Linked DNA regions of Drosophila melanogaster: region 2 is linked to region 1. Evidence: chromatin contacts called from public targeted proximity ligation data. All regions are on one chromosome and are shown on one strand. The core of a region is the stretch at or near the end of the contact, and the rest is flanking DNA. Distances in the headings are between cores, read along the strand shown.

Evidence for each region.
Region 2: a targeted proximity ligation map of the Kc167 cell line shows a contact between it and region 1, with 4 times the contacts expected there. A contact is called at or near these places in 2 of 107 Hi-C or Micro-C datasets (the Kc167 cell line and brain) and 1 of 7 datasets of targeted methods (the Kc167 cell line).

What each region holds. Positions count from the first base shown.
Region 1 is chr2L:5,067,365-5,075,129 of dm6, reverse strand. It overlaps RpL37A (Ribosomal protein L37A), which reads right to left and starts at 4,173. Exons shown (of 4, transcript NM_001201762.1): 1 at 4,100-4,173; 2 at 3,973-4,027; 3 at 3,775-3,903; 4 at 3,075-3,521. The coding sequence starts at 3,975. The coding sequence ends at 3,375. It overlaps qtc (quick-to-court), which reads right to left. Exons shown (of 7, transcript NM_078756.4): 4 at 6,903-7,765; 5 at 6,736-6,834; 6 at 5,911-6,003; 7 at 4,380-5,033. The coding sequence ends at 4,827. It overlaps Pgant5 (Polypeptide N-Acetylgalactosaminyltransferase 5), which reads left to right. Exons shown (of 10, transcript NM_135062.4): 8 at 601-740; 9 at 805-1,038; 10 at 1,101-2,960. The coding sequence ends at 1,247. It overlaps mir-2495 (mir-2495 stem loop), which reads right to left and starts at 6,560; the gene lies at 6,446-6,560. It also overlaps asRNA:CR45305.
Region 2 is chr2L:5,267,574-5,275,338 of dm6, reverse strand. It overlaps tkv (thickveins), which reads left to right and starts at 3,955. Exons shown (of 4, transcript NM_175975.2): 1 at 3,955-4,073. The coding sequence starts at 4,016. Cyp4ac3 (Cytochrome P450 4ac3) reads right to left here and starts at 6,841. Exons shown (of 5, transcript NM_135074.3): 1 at 6,592-6,841; 2 at 6,336-6,539; 3 at 6,204-6,285; 4 at 6,039-6,139; 5 at 5,010-5,978. The coding sequence starts at 6,793. The coding sequence ends at 5,038. It overlaps Nin (Ninein), which reads left to right. Exons shown (of 7, transcript NM_164637.3): 4 at 1-1,320; 5 at 1,749-2,178; 6 at 2,242-2,353; 7 at 2,411-3,611. The coding sequence ends at 2,661. Cyp4ac2 (Cytochrome P450 4ac2) reads right to left here. Exons shown (of 5, transcript NM_135073.3): 5 at 6,884-7,765. The coding sequence ends at 7,017.

The DNA.
Region 1 (7,765 bases), core at 2,924-5,423:
AATAAACACACACCTGCTGCCTTTTGTCTTTGTCCCCATTGTGTCCCCAAATTTGAAAACCCAAAAAAAAAACATCTTTTTGCAAGGAATAAAAACACACAGGTTCAGAGAAACTCAAATTTAGTGGGAGCGGTTATTAGAAACTTAATTATAAAGTCCTTTTGCTTAAAACCCACCTTATATATATATTTATTTTTCTACTGCCAACTATGCACTTTGTTTTGGTAATGGATATTTGTTTTAGAACTTAATTAGCAAAACTAGTTTATGTTTGAATGTTTGGGAATCTTGTAAATACTATAACTGGCACTGCTTATATAATACGTAATTTGATGTGCTTGTAATTGTTGGGCTGCTTAGATGGTTAATTTGCATGTTTTTGGCATACTAACTATGTTTCATCTTTCATCACACGCACAAATTCGTTTGTAAAAAAAAAATAAGGCATTTTTAATCCGCTTTCTAACAAACACATACACTTAGTTCGTAAAACACAAAACACTCGCCAGCATATATGTTTTATATTCCAATGTGGTAATAATCTTAATTAACTTGCGTATTTTTTATTTGCTTCTTTCGCGATTTATGAATTTACTTTAGGAGCTCGAAAGGCATCGGCTGGCGATGTGAGCGATCGTAAAGCTCTGCGAGATCGCCTCAAATGCAAGAGTTTCCGCTGGTATCTGGAGAACGTTTATCCCGAGAGTTTAATGCCCTTGGATTACTACTATCTGGGCGAGGTAACTTAGAAACTCTAGTTAAAACTGGCTATTTGAAACTGGTATAACTGAAATTCTTTAATAGATCCGAAATGCGGAAACGGAAACCTGCCTGGACACGATGGGCAGGAAGTACAACGAGAAGGTGGGCATTAGCTATTGCCACGGCCTGGGCGGCAATCAGGTGTTCGCCTACACCAAGCGCCAGCAGATCATGTCCGACGATCTGTGCCTGGACGCATCCAGCTCCAATGGCCCGGTCAACATGGTGCGATGCCACAACATGGGCGGCAATCAGGAGTGGGTTTACGATGCGGAGGTGCGTTCTTGTTAAATATATCCTTTGGATTTTGCTTACTTATGCTTACATTTATCCTGCAGGAGAAGTGGATTCGGCACACGAACACGGGTCAGTGCTTACAGCGTGCCACGCGGGACGATGCCAATACGCCGCTGCTGCGTCCCTGCAGCTACGGAAAGGGCCAGCAGTGGCTAATGGAGTCCAAGTTCAAGTGGCAGGCTCACTAGCTGGATGGCAACGACGCCGGAACGCCCGACAACAACTAAATACAACTCAACTCAACGGATCCTACTAACTATACTGAGAACTTCCAATTTATGTTTAATCCTAGCCGGCTCCTGTTTTCGACGTTTATGTAGCCTAAGTTCAAGCGGATTCAATATCCCTCTCTCTCTCTCTATCTTTGTGTGCGTGAATGTGTGTAGGCGGCCGGAGGAGTCCTTCGGCAGCAGGATGTCTTCCCAAAATCTTGATGCGCGTGTGTGAATGTATAGATCTGTTTACATGATGTGCATGTATATGTGTTTATATAGGCAGGCAATTCTACGATTTACCTAGGTATACTATGTAATTGTAATGTATATTTACATTAGCTTCGACCAAGTACCAATAAATTGGCATTTAACTGACGTTTTGTGCTTCACAGAATTATAATTTTAAAGTACATAAATTGAGCGCCCGCAATTGCAGGCCAAGCAATTGCCACAAGTGTGTCATAGCAGAGCATAATGTAATCCAAATCCTCCTCCTCTTCTTCAAAACCCAAGCACATGACATTCCTAGCTAGAATTGTACTTGAGAAAATTTACGTTTGTTTTGTTTTAATTTTACCTTAAGTCACTTTATGGGTTGTTCTTTGCGCGCACCTATCAAAAAAATTACAGAGAATCTGTTGCTTTGTACCAAAATAACGCGCTCTTCATATCACAAATGAAAATTACACGAAAATGCTTCTAAAAACCATAATCATTATACAATGAAAATATGATAAAAAGAAAAAAAAATCTCTCAAAATTGCACGCATATCATAAATACAGTGTAAAAATATATATATAAGCTACATTCAAACGAGAACTAAACAAAAACAATGTAAATATGATTAATGTAGCTATTAAAAATATACATTTAAATAAAATATCTATGTAGTACCTATATGATATACACATATGCAAAGCAAGCAAAACTGTACTATAAATTGCATTTAGTTCTAGGCTTAACGTTAAGTTCTAAATTAAATTTAGATTTAGTCAACGTTTTGCCGAACATCAACAATAGCTCTCGACTAAGTATTGCTCAAAATTGAAGAACTTACTCTCTTCTCAGCGCTATTGTGTAAATATTTCGAAAAGTATTTAATCAAAAGTACGATGCATAACCTGACTACGAGCGAAATTCCACAGATGATCATTGAAAGCAGCAAACCGATAAGACGCAGGCCAAGTAAAACTTTTTAGCTAAATTTATTTTTAAAATCGATTATGTGTGACGAACCCATAGTTATAGAGAAACGACGATATATACACATACGGCAAAATAGCAACTATTTTAACTGGTGACGGTGCAATTTTTAATTAACATTTAAAATGAAACAGGAAAACGATCCAACAAAGCAGGCAGGTTCAACGACCCACAACAATCGAAAACAATCCTATAACTTGTAATTACAAATGTCGTGTGACCGCTAGATATGGCCTACACTATACTATATCATAGCTGCCTCTATGTTTCATATTGTTGATTTGTATATTTAGCTAAATATAGGTTTCCCATTACTCAAATTGTAAAACCTCTCAGAATACAAATCGAATGGATAATAGAATGATAACGCAAAACTGAATTGTAAGCCAACATTTTTTATGCATTTTTCAGTTCATTATTTTTTGTGTTTGTTTAGAGACTTTTTAAATTTTATAAATAAAAAAAGATGACAAATTTAAGAGAACCACCACTACCAGTATTTTATTCTTACAGCTGATTTGAGGATTGCTAGGGGATTAATAAGTTGGTGTCCATCATATGAGCTGACCACTGGACCAAAACTATAGAGGATGCCAAATCGAACTTCTCAGCTTTGCACACAGAACATAAATCACGAGTGCACAGAAGTATCATTTCCATATAACTAGCCAAAGGGGGAATTTTGGATTCGTTTTCGCACAACTTTCCAACTTAGTTTTCCACTTAAATAAGCATCACTTGCGCATACTGTTAAAAGTAAAAAACATTTTTTTTTATTTTCACATGACCGGCACGGCGCAAACCACAGGAAAATCGCGTTGTCAGATTAAAACTACGGGAGCTAGCATAGCGGAGCATTCAATTAGATGGTTCCATCATTAATGATCCGTTTATGTTTACTGTTCCTTGGTTTCACGCAGACGACGGACGGCGGATCGCACGGAGGCGGCGGCGGTGGTGGAGTACACCCAGGCGCCACCGGCGACGGTCCTTTTGCAGCGCTTGCAGGACCAGATGCCCACAACGGCGCGCTTCATGGAGTCCTGCGGATTAGAGATAAGATATGTTACTATCCATGGAAACTTTGGGTAATGCTTCTATTCGAAGAGAATTCTATAAATGGACATTTCTAGGTGACTTTAGGCCAATAATTCAAGATTCCACTTGTTGAATGGGTGCATGGAGTTGCTTTAGAAATGTCCACTGATAACATTCCGCCAACGATTTGTCACCATTTGGCGCTCCCTTTTTTGGGCCACCCTAAATGGGTTGCTCCATTTTGGGGCGCCAACTCACCTTGCCGCAGAAGGAGCAAGTGTACTTGCTGTGCTGGGTGATTTCCATCTTCTTGACCATCTTACGCAGGGAGGCACCATAACGGGTACCATATTTACCAACGATTCCAACCTTCTTGGTGCGCTTGGCCTGTCAATAAAAAAAAAGAGGGTTATGCGGTTAGTGTGCATTTCCGGATGGATTTTAAGGTAGCCATACCATTTTGCTGTTGTTGTTGGTGTGTTAGACACGGGAAAGATTCGCCAGCAGTATTCTGTGCACGTGAAAATGAGATAAATATAAATTAATAGGAAAAAAACGTGGAGCAACAAAATTGTACACTTACACGCCGGAAACGAAAAATCGAAAAGAGCGAAAAGTGTGACCGCCGCTCGATACAAGCATGATACCTCAAAATGTGGACGCGACAAGGTGTGAAACTTGGATGCGCAACTAGCTAAGAACTGAACCCAAATTTATCGAGATTTTGAAATCTCCTTTATATTTTCATAAATGCCGAAAATTTTCATAAAGTCCGAAATCAATTTTTATTTTCTCAAGTTGTGAAATAAAATTTCTATTATGCTTATGTATGCACCCAAATAAATAACGCCACTTAACAATTTACTCAGATTTTTCATTTATTTGCCATTAAAACTCCACTGAAACTCCACAAAACATGATGGTGTTATTCTCACTTGATTAGCTAGATCTACAAAAACTACGTAGATTTTGTAAAATTGTATTTATCTCAAGATGTTCGTATTTCATAAAAAGGACGTACTAGTATGCCTTAAGCCTTAGACCACAAAATATATATGTTCGTAAAAATTAACTTATGGGAAAATTTTATACACTTCGTTGCCAAAGAGAGAACTTAACACGGGCGCCTGCAAAATTTAACAAAATTATTCAGTTAACAAAATAAAATTGAAATTAATGCCGCCAGCCAATTAGCTGAAAACAATGCAATTTAGCGCGAACCAAAATCGTAGACATCGTTTTGCTCATTTTGGCGTGCAATCTAAGTGTTAATAATAAGTATACGCCATGGGTAACGACGAACAAGGACCTCACTTTGGCGTTCGATTGGCGGCGCTGATCTTCTGCTTCTCGGCATCGGTGAACTCGAGTATGCTCTCGATGGCCTGCAGATGGCCCTGGGAGTTCTCCTTGTCCGTGAGGAAGTAGAAGATAGCGCTCTTGAGGAACTGCAGCGTCACCTCCGGATCCACATGGGTGCGATTCTTCTGGGCTTCCAGCAGGCGGCGATAAATGGTCTAAATTTTGTTGGATTAGTTTCGTGTACATTTTTACAATAGTCCGGTTTAGTCGAGTGGAGAGAGAGAAAAAGTGCAAGAATAAGTGAAGAGAATTAGTCAGAATTTTTAGTATTCAAACGCAAAAATCGAAAGTGTGTGGTGGTTAGTCGTTGAAATCAAATGTATTTACAAAGGATTCGCTTTAATCTTGATAGTGCTATGCCATATGAACATTTAGGTTATAATGTTATGTATGTAACACTGAATAATTTTCGGGAGCGGTTATGGTTGTTTATTCTTACTTTTTCGATCTTTAATTGGAAGTTAACTTGAGGTGAACCACATGCTAAATGGATTTTAGATAGAGATTAGCTTTGGGTGTTTGGTCTCGAACCGAGATATACATATGTATGTATATGTATGTATCATCTAGCCATAGTGTCATGTGTGAATGATGTTGAACATACCTCTAGTTGTTACCTCTACGAAACGATGTTGTTCGAAAACAACAAGTACTTACAAAACAACGAAATAGATATGTTAAAATGGAAATCATTAAGGTGTTCACAAGATCTCAAAATTGTAGTTTCGATGTTAACCCAATAACCTTACCCTGTCCCATGAGCGCGAATGCGGATGAAAATGCTGGTTAGTCTCGAGGGTGTGGTGAGGTATGGGAGTTTTGGATGGTTTTTGGATGGTAGGACCCAATGTTCGATATAGCCAATGTGCGTGATCACAAATCATAGATTGCAACTCAAAATATGTCTTCATTTTTTTTTTTTTTGCTGGGGTAATTTTTCCATAATAACTTAAAAATTTAGTTTAGTTAGTAGGGATGATTAATTTTTTGGGTGGGGGTGTTGGGGTAGTTTTGGTTAGGGATATTACAAACCTTACGCGCGCCAAGTACCCACAAAGAAATCGCCTCTTTTGCAGTAAGGAGAGCATGATTACTGCCGCACTCTCTCATTCTGCACTCTGATGCCTACAAAAATAGTTTGTTTTTTGTTTGTTTTACGACAGAAATATTTGAAATTTAGAAATAGTTGTTGCTTTTATCGGTTAGATGAACTAAAAAGATACACAACTGAACCAAAGAGAAGTACGTAGATAGTTAGCTAAGGTCAAAGTCCAGCATGCGATTGGAACGTTTGGAATTGCTATTGGAATTGAAACATGAACGAAAGTGTGTCAACTGTACTCGGTTATGCATGCATGCACTTGCTTGCTCGCCGCACTCCACTACGTGACTGTACTTGGGCTACTCGAACTCGCAACGGAATGGAAATGAAACAAATTAAACGAATTGAACGTAAATGATGTCGCATTTAATGTAAGTTTAAGTGTGTAGTAAATCTTGCTAGAAAATTAGTTATATGCAAAATGATCTTAACAACTAGAAACGAAATTAAACGAAAATGTCGCTTGTGTCGATCGTAATCGAGCACTGATCGGCGGGCATTTCAATTAGGTGCCGCTTTTCCAGCCAGGCAAAGTCAGCCCAATTGAAGTGCCACGCCCACAAGCCAATGTGATCATACATGTATAATACATACGTATGCATGTATGTAGGTGATTCGAATGCGTGGTGTTCTTGTCGCGTTGTGTTCTTGTTGTTCTGGTGGCGGTGTCGAGCTAAGATGCCTCACGATGCAACAAAATGCAACACACAAAACAAAACCGAAAATAGGATGAGGAATATATTGAAGAATCTTACGCGTATGTTCTCCAACTCGTCCTGCGTGCTCTGCAACTGATGCAGTAGCTCATTGATCGACACCTTGCTCTCCGGTTGACGCTGTGCCAAATCCAGTGCCTGCAAATGGACATAGGATCATCCGCTATAACCGTTACGCATCATTTCAAATCCGAGTAAATGCCTACCTGATCCGCTCGAGAAATGCGCTCCGCCTCCTGTCCCTGCTGGTACATGTGCAGGTACATCTTGTTCTGCTTCTCCTCGTGCTCGATCAGCTTGCGCTGCAAATCCTCCAGCTGCTTCTCCAGCTCACGGATGCGCTGCTTGGCCTGCTCATAGTCGGGCACCATGTCCGAGTACCTGGTATTGCACTCGGCCAGCTTCTGGAGCAGCGCCTCCACCTTGTCGTTGTGGGATCGCTTCAGATCGCTAGTGGCGCTGTCCTGACTCCGAATGAGCTCCTCGATCCGATGCTCGTACATGCTTATCAGTTCCTGTCGCTGCAGCTCGTAGTTCTCCAGATTGCTGGCGGAATCACCGCCGGCTCCGCATCCCACATCCGCTTCTCCATCGGGCGTGGCTGTGCCGCATGCCTCGCTCTGCGTCTGCGAGTCCTTCGAGTGCACCGACGACATGGTTAGGTCCTCGAAATGGCCGGAGTCCGCGTAGGAGCTCTGCATCTCCGCCGACATCTGCATGGCCTGCAGTGAGTGGTTCGCCTGCTGCTGCTGCTGGCGGCTTAGATGGCGTGGACTGCCCTTTGCGTTGCCCTCGTCCACCATGTCGACGATGGGCGAGACATCCTGCGAGGTCTTCAGCTCCGCCTCACGCACGGTGACCGCATCGGAGGAGGCCGAACGCTCCTCCGGCGAACTGAGCGATGCCTTGAACAGGCGCAGCTCCACCACCTCGCGCGTCAGACGCAGCAGCTCCGTATCCTTCTGCTCCAGATCCTGTCGCGCGATGCACAGCAGCTCCTTGAGCCGCCGGATCTGGCGCTGTGCCCGCTGCGTGGGCGTCAGATAATCGGGTCCCACCTGACCCGCAT
Region 2 (7,765 bases), core at 2,706-5,205, 200 kb before region 1:
GACTAATGACCGCGATCACTGGACCAGCATGACGGGAAAGCTGGAGGCACAGCTTAAATCGCTTGAGCAGGAGGAGATCCGTCTGAGAACGGAACTTGAACTGGTGCGCACTGAGAACACGGAGCTTGAGTCGGAGCAGCAAAAGGCTCACATCCAAATCACAGAGCTTCTCGAACAGAACATTAAGCTCAACCAGGAACTGGCCCAAACGTCGAGCAGCATTGGTGGCACCCCGGAGCACAGTCCATTGCGACCGAGAAGGCATAGCGAGGACAAGGAGGAGGAGATGCTCCAGCTAATGGAGAAGCTGGCTGCTCTTCAAATGGAGAACGCCCAGCTGCGTGACAAGACTGACGAACTGACCATCGAAATCGAGAGCTTAAATGTGGAACTAATTCGCTCGAAAACCAAGGCTAAAAAGCAAGAAAAACAGGAGAAACAAGAGGACCAGGAGTCGGCGGCCACGGCTACCAAAAGGCGTGGGGATTCGCCGAGCAAAACACATCTAACAGAGGAGAGCCCTCGCTTGGGGAAACAGCGCAAGTGCACCGAAGGAGAGCAGAGCGATGCCAGCAACAGCGGAGATTGGTTGGCTCTAAACTCCGAGCTGCAAAGAAGTCAAAGCCAGGATGAGGAGCTAACAAGCCTTAGACAGCGGGTTGCTGAGCTAGAGGAGGAACTCAAGGCTGCAAAGGAAGGCAGATCTCTCACCCCGGAAAGCCGTTCGAAGGAACTGGAGACCAGTCTAGAGCAAATGCAGCGTGCCTATGAGGATTGCGAGGACTACTGGCAAACGAAACTTAGCGAGGAGCGGCAGCTGTTTGAGAAGGAGCGACAGATCTACGAAGATGAGCAGCACGAGAGCGACAAGAAGTTCACCGAGCTGATGGAAAAGGTGCGCGAGTACGAGGAGCAGTTCAGCAAGGATGGCCGCCTCTCGCCCATTGATGAGCGCGATATGCTGGAACAGCAGTACTCGGAATTGGAGGCAGAGGCAGCCCAGCTGCGCTCGAGTTCCATTCAAATGCTCGAGGAGAAGGCTCAGGAAATCAGTTCACTGCAATCAGAGATCGAGGATTTGCGACAGAGATTGGGTGAGAGCGTTGAGATCCTCACAGGCGCCTGTGAACTCACCTCGGAGTCGGTAGCCCAACTGAGTGCCGAGGCGGGAAAAAGTCCAGCCAGCTCACCCATCAGCTACCTCTGGCTGCAGAGCACCATCCAAGAGCCAGCGAAATCGCTTGCCGATTCCAAGGATGAAGCCACCGCCAGTGCCATCGAATTGCTCGGAGGCTCACCATCGCACAAGACAGCCAGCCGGTGAGTATGAGAAGCCTCTCGGTGTGTCCTTGGTGTGAGCATCCCTGTGTCTTCCTCATAATTTGCACTGTATGTCCTGTATATATGTTTCAGTTTTGTCCCTCACATCTAACCATGTCTAATATAAGCTAATTTAATCCTTTTAATTGTATGTTTGTGCTTGTTTAATAAATATAATTTATATTCATATAGAAATTCATCACATTATCGAAATTCATTGATTTATGATTTCAATAAATATACATTTAATATTTTACAAAAAAATTACTCTTTTTCGGTTATGAAATTGGCTGCTGGAAATGGTTTTGTTTGCTTATTTTTCACATTTGTATCATTACACGTTTTCATTTTGCATCTTTATGTTTAACAATTCGTTCAAAGTCGTTTTTATTTTGTAAATCATGCCAATTTAATGGTCCCTTAAACAGCAATAACCTCACCACTTCGGAAACATCCATCTTTAGCACTACACCCTTCGAAAGCTCTCAGTCGGGTCCTTCGCCCACGAACAGTGGCAACAGCAACGCCTACGGCGCCAATCCCGGCCCAGCTCCGATCAGCAAGCCCAAGCGGTCCCAGAGTCCCCAACAGGCGGCTGCATCGGAGGGAGAGATAGCCGATTGCGAGACGTCGTCGACGGCGTCCGGCAAAAGCTTCGAATCCAACAGTAAAACGTCTTGCCTTAGCCACGAGAAGTGCAGCAGTCCGTCGGCACTGAAGGAGGAACTGAAGCGCCTTAAGTTCTTCGAGCTCTCCCTCAAGGAGCAAATCAAGGATCTGAGTCTGCAGCGGGACGGTCTGGTCATGGAACTGCAGCAGTTGCAGGAGGCGCGACCCGTGCTCGAGAAGGCCTATGCGGTGAGCCATAGACTTTGTTGATCAGGGAACATATTCTAATCGTATCTGTGGACTCTTCTTTAGCGAACAACGCATCCAACGCTTCAGCAGCGACTGAACCAATTGGAGCTGCGAAATCGCCATCTGCAGAATGTCATCAAGCAGCAGCAGCATTACACGGAGTCCCTGATGCAGCGTAAGTTGAAGAAACTACCTACTGACCAAGAATGATAATGTAATATTTATTCATTAGAATCCTGGCGGCAGCATCAAGTGGAGCTCAACGATTTGCATAGCCGAATCGAGACCCAGGGTGTTTTACTGGCCGATCAGACACAGCGATTGCAGAGTGCCGACATCCTGGTGAAGGATCTATATGTGGAGAACTCCCATCTGACGGCTACGGTGCAGCGGTTGGAGCAGCAACGAGCTAGGGTGAACCTCATTCACCAGCAGCAGCAACAGCAGCGCCTTGTGGGCGGTGGACTGCCTGGCATGCCTTAGTTTGCCCCACCGGCAAACGTATATAGTTTATAGATAATTATGAAAAAGACAAACCTGAGGAGGGAGTGGTGCTCAGCATCGGCAGACATCGAACATGCACCTAACCATAGATCCTTATGAATGTTTAGACATATACAATTCTCGGTAGATTAAGTTTGCATACCCGTCGTATTCGTATTCGTACGTTGCGTTTTTTTTGTGAATGAATGTGAATCCATGTTGTTCGACACGAGAGCACAGCAGCAATAACTAAAGTGACTTTAAACTAAACTTAAACTCACCCACGCGCAAATGAGGAACAATCCACACTAGTGTACCAATTTGTAACACATCTAGTAATCGAATCGACTAAACTATTTACACGAGCTACAGGCATATATACTCGATTGGACATATACGATGAAGTACCCACGTAGTATATGTTCGTGCAATGTTGACCTTACTAATTGACTACTGAAACAGTTATCGTATATTAATTATATTAGAAGAAACAGTATTTTAAATTTGTTATGCGTCTGAGTAGGCGAGCACGTTTATCAATGTTTATCACGTGCCCAATCAAATGCATCGGAATTGTTGTTAATTTTATTGATAGAGAAAATGGAAATGAGCGTAAAAAATGATCTATGATATTGATATTGATGTAATATTTAACGACAAAAGACCTGTAAAGCTGTAACCATACACACGAATCTATGTATTTAAATTGCGATCTAAGTTAGCCAATACTCTTCAATATTGCTTTTGCGAACGCGACTTTTTGTTATATCTTCATTCGTCCCAATAACTCACTCGATTTATATGTAAAGAAAAAAAAACTCAACCTCAATCACACGATATCGTGTAATCAGTGCTTAAATCAATACTTTCGATCAAAATAGAAGTTTACTTTTTAAAAGTATAAAAAATAATACAACAAAAAAACCAAATATACAATTATTTATAAAACCAAATTGTGATAACTCTTCTTTATTCTCAATAGTTATTAAAATGTTGCGGGAATATAAACTTATTGTTCATAAATACAACTTGATTATCAGTTTTTTGGAAATGTTAAGATTTTGTTTCTTATGGGGTTATTAAAATTAAAAGATTTATGAAGTTTAAAACAATTCAATTTTAAATTATATATTGATACGATAAACAATTTATTTTATTGCTTCAAAATATACATTACTTTTTTTTTAGGAATTTAAATATCCGTTTTAAGTCTTCATTTTTAATTGTTTTAAATATAATATCGATTAAATAGTTGACTCCATTGGAATATCGATACCGCGTCGATGTTTCTTCCAGCTCTATCGGGCACACGCTGTTAAAGTTTATTTGTACTGTTAACGCGAATTGGATTAAAATGTTTTGTTTTTTGTTAGTTTTCGGTGTAAATGTGGTTTTAGTGCACTTAACAACTGGTGAGTGTGCGTTATAGTAAATGAACTTAAATGCAATTTAACCGAATTCCCGAAAAAGCTGCAGAACACAAGGGTTTTCCATGATGCGCGCTGTTGTGTGTGTGTTTGGTGCACTGCCAGTGCATGTGATTTTGTGTGCGTGTGTGCGTGCGGTTTGTTTTGTTATTCGATGCGCAGAATAGAAATATATAATTAAATTAGGCATTTTCTTGGCGAAACCATATTGTAATCAAGGTCTCTGAAGTCCACCCTCAAATCGAAGCAGGAAAAATCATTAATTAGGTGTTCAAGGCCATGCAGTATGTGGTGCAAAATGTTAAGGACACCTTCCGCTGAATTGTTTAAACCATATATTATGGAGAATATTGTTTGTGTAAAAAATTGGAATCTATGTGTGGTAGTTTTGTTTATATACATATGTGTACTTTTGTTTATGTCAAGTGCTACATTCTCTCAGCAACAGGCATTGTAGTGTAATTCTAATTGGACATTCATATCGTTGCCAGTTGGAAAAGAATGTAGAAAGGAATTTCTGCAAGTGCATTTGATTTCGTATCGGTTCTATAAATAATTATAGACAATTACATTGTTTACGGTAGGATCATGTTTGATAACATCGATGGAACATTGCTGTTAAGAGACGGGTTCTATGAAAATAGTTTATATTATTTTGTATATATTTCTTCATATTTTCTACTTATGTTTCATTTGTTTTATCTCAGCGCAAAAACAGGTTTTATTTAAGTTGGTACTTTTGGGATACAAGTAAATTCTATTTTCATATCAAGCACATGCGAGTGTTGCTACACTTATTTTACATATTTCTACCCTTTCTACGTTTTTTTTTACTTTAACCAGTATTTTGAATATTTCACATATCATAGCCTACTTTTTGGCTGTTACGATCAAGCAAATTCAATACAAAGGCATTTTTACAGGAAAACATTTTTGTATTTATTATGCACTACTTCACTCTTGCTTCGAATTTCACTTTAATGTTTTGCTGAGTGCGCAGTACGATTCCGTTCTCAAAGGTGAGATCCTCCAACTGAGTGGCGGGCAGGAGTTTGAAGTTCCTAATCACAGCGGCTAGGAGCACCTTAATTTCCAGGACGCCGAATTTCTGACCTATGCAATTCCTTGGGCCTGCACTGAAGGGCACAAAGGCAAAGGGATGACGATTCACAGAGTTCTCGGGCAGAAAACGTTCGGGCAGGAATTGATTTGGTTTCGGGAAATGCCGTGCGTCTCTCATGATGTCGTATATGTGGATGCTAATCTGGGCATTCTTGGGTAGGACTAAGCCATTCATTACACTTTCCTCTATGCACGTTCGGCCAATGATCGGAGCTGAGGGAAACAACCTCAGTGATTCCTTGATGACGCACTCCAAGTGGATCAGTTCGTTAAACTGGAACATACTGACTTCATCAATATCCTCGGGAAGGTCTTGTAGCTCTTCGTAGCACCGCTCTTGGACATCCGCATGCAGAGCCAACAATAACAGTGTAAAGATTAGACTGGTTGATGTGGTATCGTATCCCCCGAACATAAAGGTATTGACTTCATCGCAGATTCCCTGATGATCGATCTTGCCCTCCGCCTCAGCTGCCAAAAGAGTGTCCAGCATGGCGTAACGCTGCTTCTTGCCAAATTCATCAACTTGGCCAAGTTGTTTCTGCTTGAATTGCTGCCTTTTGCGTTGAATGATACCGCTCGAGAAGCCGTGAATTGTACGCAGTATCCTGGAATACTTTTTATAATCTCCGAAAAGGAAGAAGTACCAGTTGAAGAACATGAGCGGATTGCACATGCGCTGATTGAAAACTATTTCAAAGTCATGGATGGCCTTTCTGTACTCGTTTCCTTCCGACATGTCATCTAGTTTTACGCCTAGGGCAGTTTCTATAGAAGAAAATATAGTTAATAATACAATTTCGTATATAAATAGATGATTATGCTTGCCGCAAATATTGTTTAGAGTAAATTGTGGAATTATCTGGTTAAGTTCAAGCTCGAAGCCAACGTTCTTGTCCAGTATTTTGATAAACTTTTTGCTCTCTTCTCTAAAAATTAATATTATCGATTATTTAAATAGGTAATATGTTAAAAAGCGTCACTCTCACTTACTTAAAAATAGAGAGAAAAGACTGCAGAATATTAAAATGAAAAGCTGGGGTCAAAGTTTTTCTTCTTGTGTGCCATTTCTGGTCTAAAACGAATGGGATTATTATATATTTACGATTATATACGATTATTCACCTATGCTTATCAGCAGCCCGTCTCCAAGAAATGGTCTTATCAATTCATAAGACATATTCTTTGTAGTGATTTTGGTGCTCTGAAATATTTCTTCAGCGTCTTCGGCACGAACAATATTATATTCTGGTGCAAATAGGAAATTCCATATATAATTTTGTCCATTGGCTTTGGCAGTGGACTCTCGTATGTAGCTAAAAATATTAGCTGTAATAAATATTAATAATTATTTGTACAGATAAACCAATCTTTCCTATACCTGGCGTTAAATTGAGTAGATCCAAATTGTTGCCAAATCGCGTTTTTCCGGGAACAACGAACACTTTGCTTTCCAATGGACTTCCATCCGCTGTTCGCACTCGTTTGCATAATGAAAGAATAAAATACGTTTTATTAAGTTGTCTCAGCAGGAGCCAAAGAGCCCCAATCAAAAGTGAAGACCCAAGCAGAGCGATCCACATTTTGTAGGCTTTGGGGAACCGAACTACTGCGATCTTGAAAACGCACTGAGGAACGAAAAGAAAAGTCCAATGAAAAAGCTCTTTGTTATCGGAATTTCTAATGGTTGTTTATTTCTAGAAATTGTGTTTTGACGTTCTGTTATAATAAAATCTGTTTGGTTTGGATACTACGACGCCATTGAATTTATAAAAGTAGACATGCTCTATAAACAAGCTTATTGGCTTATTTATTTTCCCTATGCACCAGTTTAACTTTAATATTTTGCTTCGTTCGCAGCACAATTCCATTTTCAAAAGTAAGATCATCGAGAAGAGTAACAGGTAATATTTTAAAATTCCTGATGACCGCAGCCAGAAGAACTTTAATCTCTAGGATAGCAAACTTTTGACCAATGCAATTCCTTTGTCCCGCACTAAATGGCACAAAAGCGAAGGGATGACGATTCACTGTGTTCTCCGGAAAGAATCGATCCGGTTGAAACATTTTTGGGTTTGAAAAGTGTCGGGCATCCCTCATGATTTCGTAAAGGTGAATGTTGATTTGGGTGTTCTTGGGCATGATTAAACCGTTGACCACACCCTCCTCCACGCACCGACGTCCAATGAAAGGCACCGAGGGAAACAAGCGAAGAGATTCCTTGATCACACATTCCATATAGACCAGTTCATTAAACTGAAACACACTGATATCGTCGCTATCATCGGGAAGGTATTTGATCTCCTCATAGCACTTCTTCTGGACATCCTCGTGGAGTGCCAGCATCAATAGGGTAAATATTAGACAGGTGGACGTAGTATCGTATCCCTCGAACATAAAGGTATTGACCTCATCGCAGATACCCTGATGATCGATCTGACCATCTGCTTCGGCTGCTAACAGGGTATCAAGCATGGCGTATCGCTGCTTCTTGCCAAATTCATCCTCTTGACCAAGCTGGTTGCTTTTGAAGAGGCTCCTCCTTTTCTCTATGA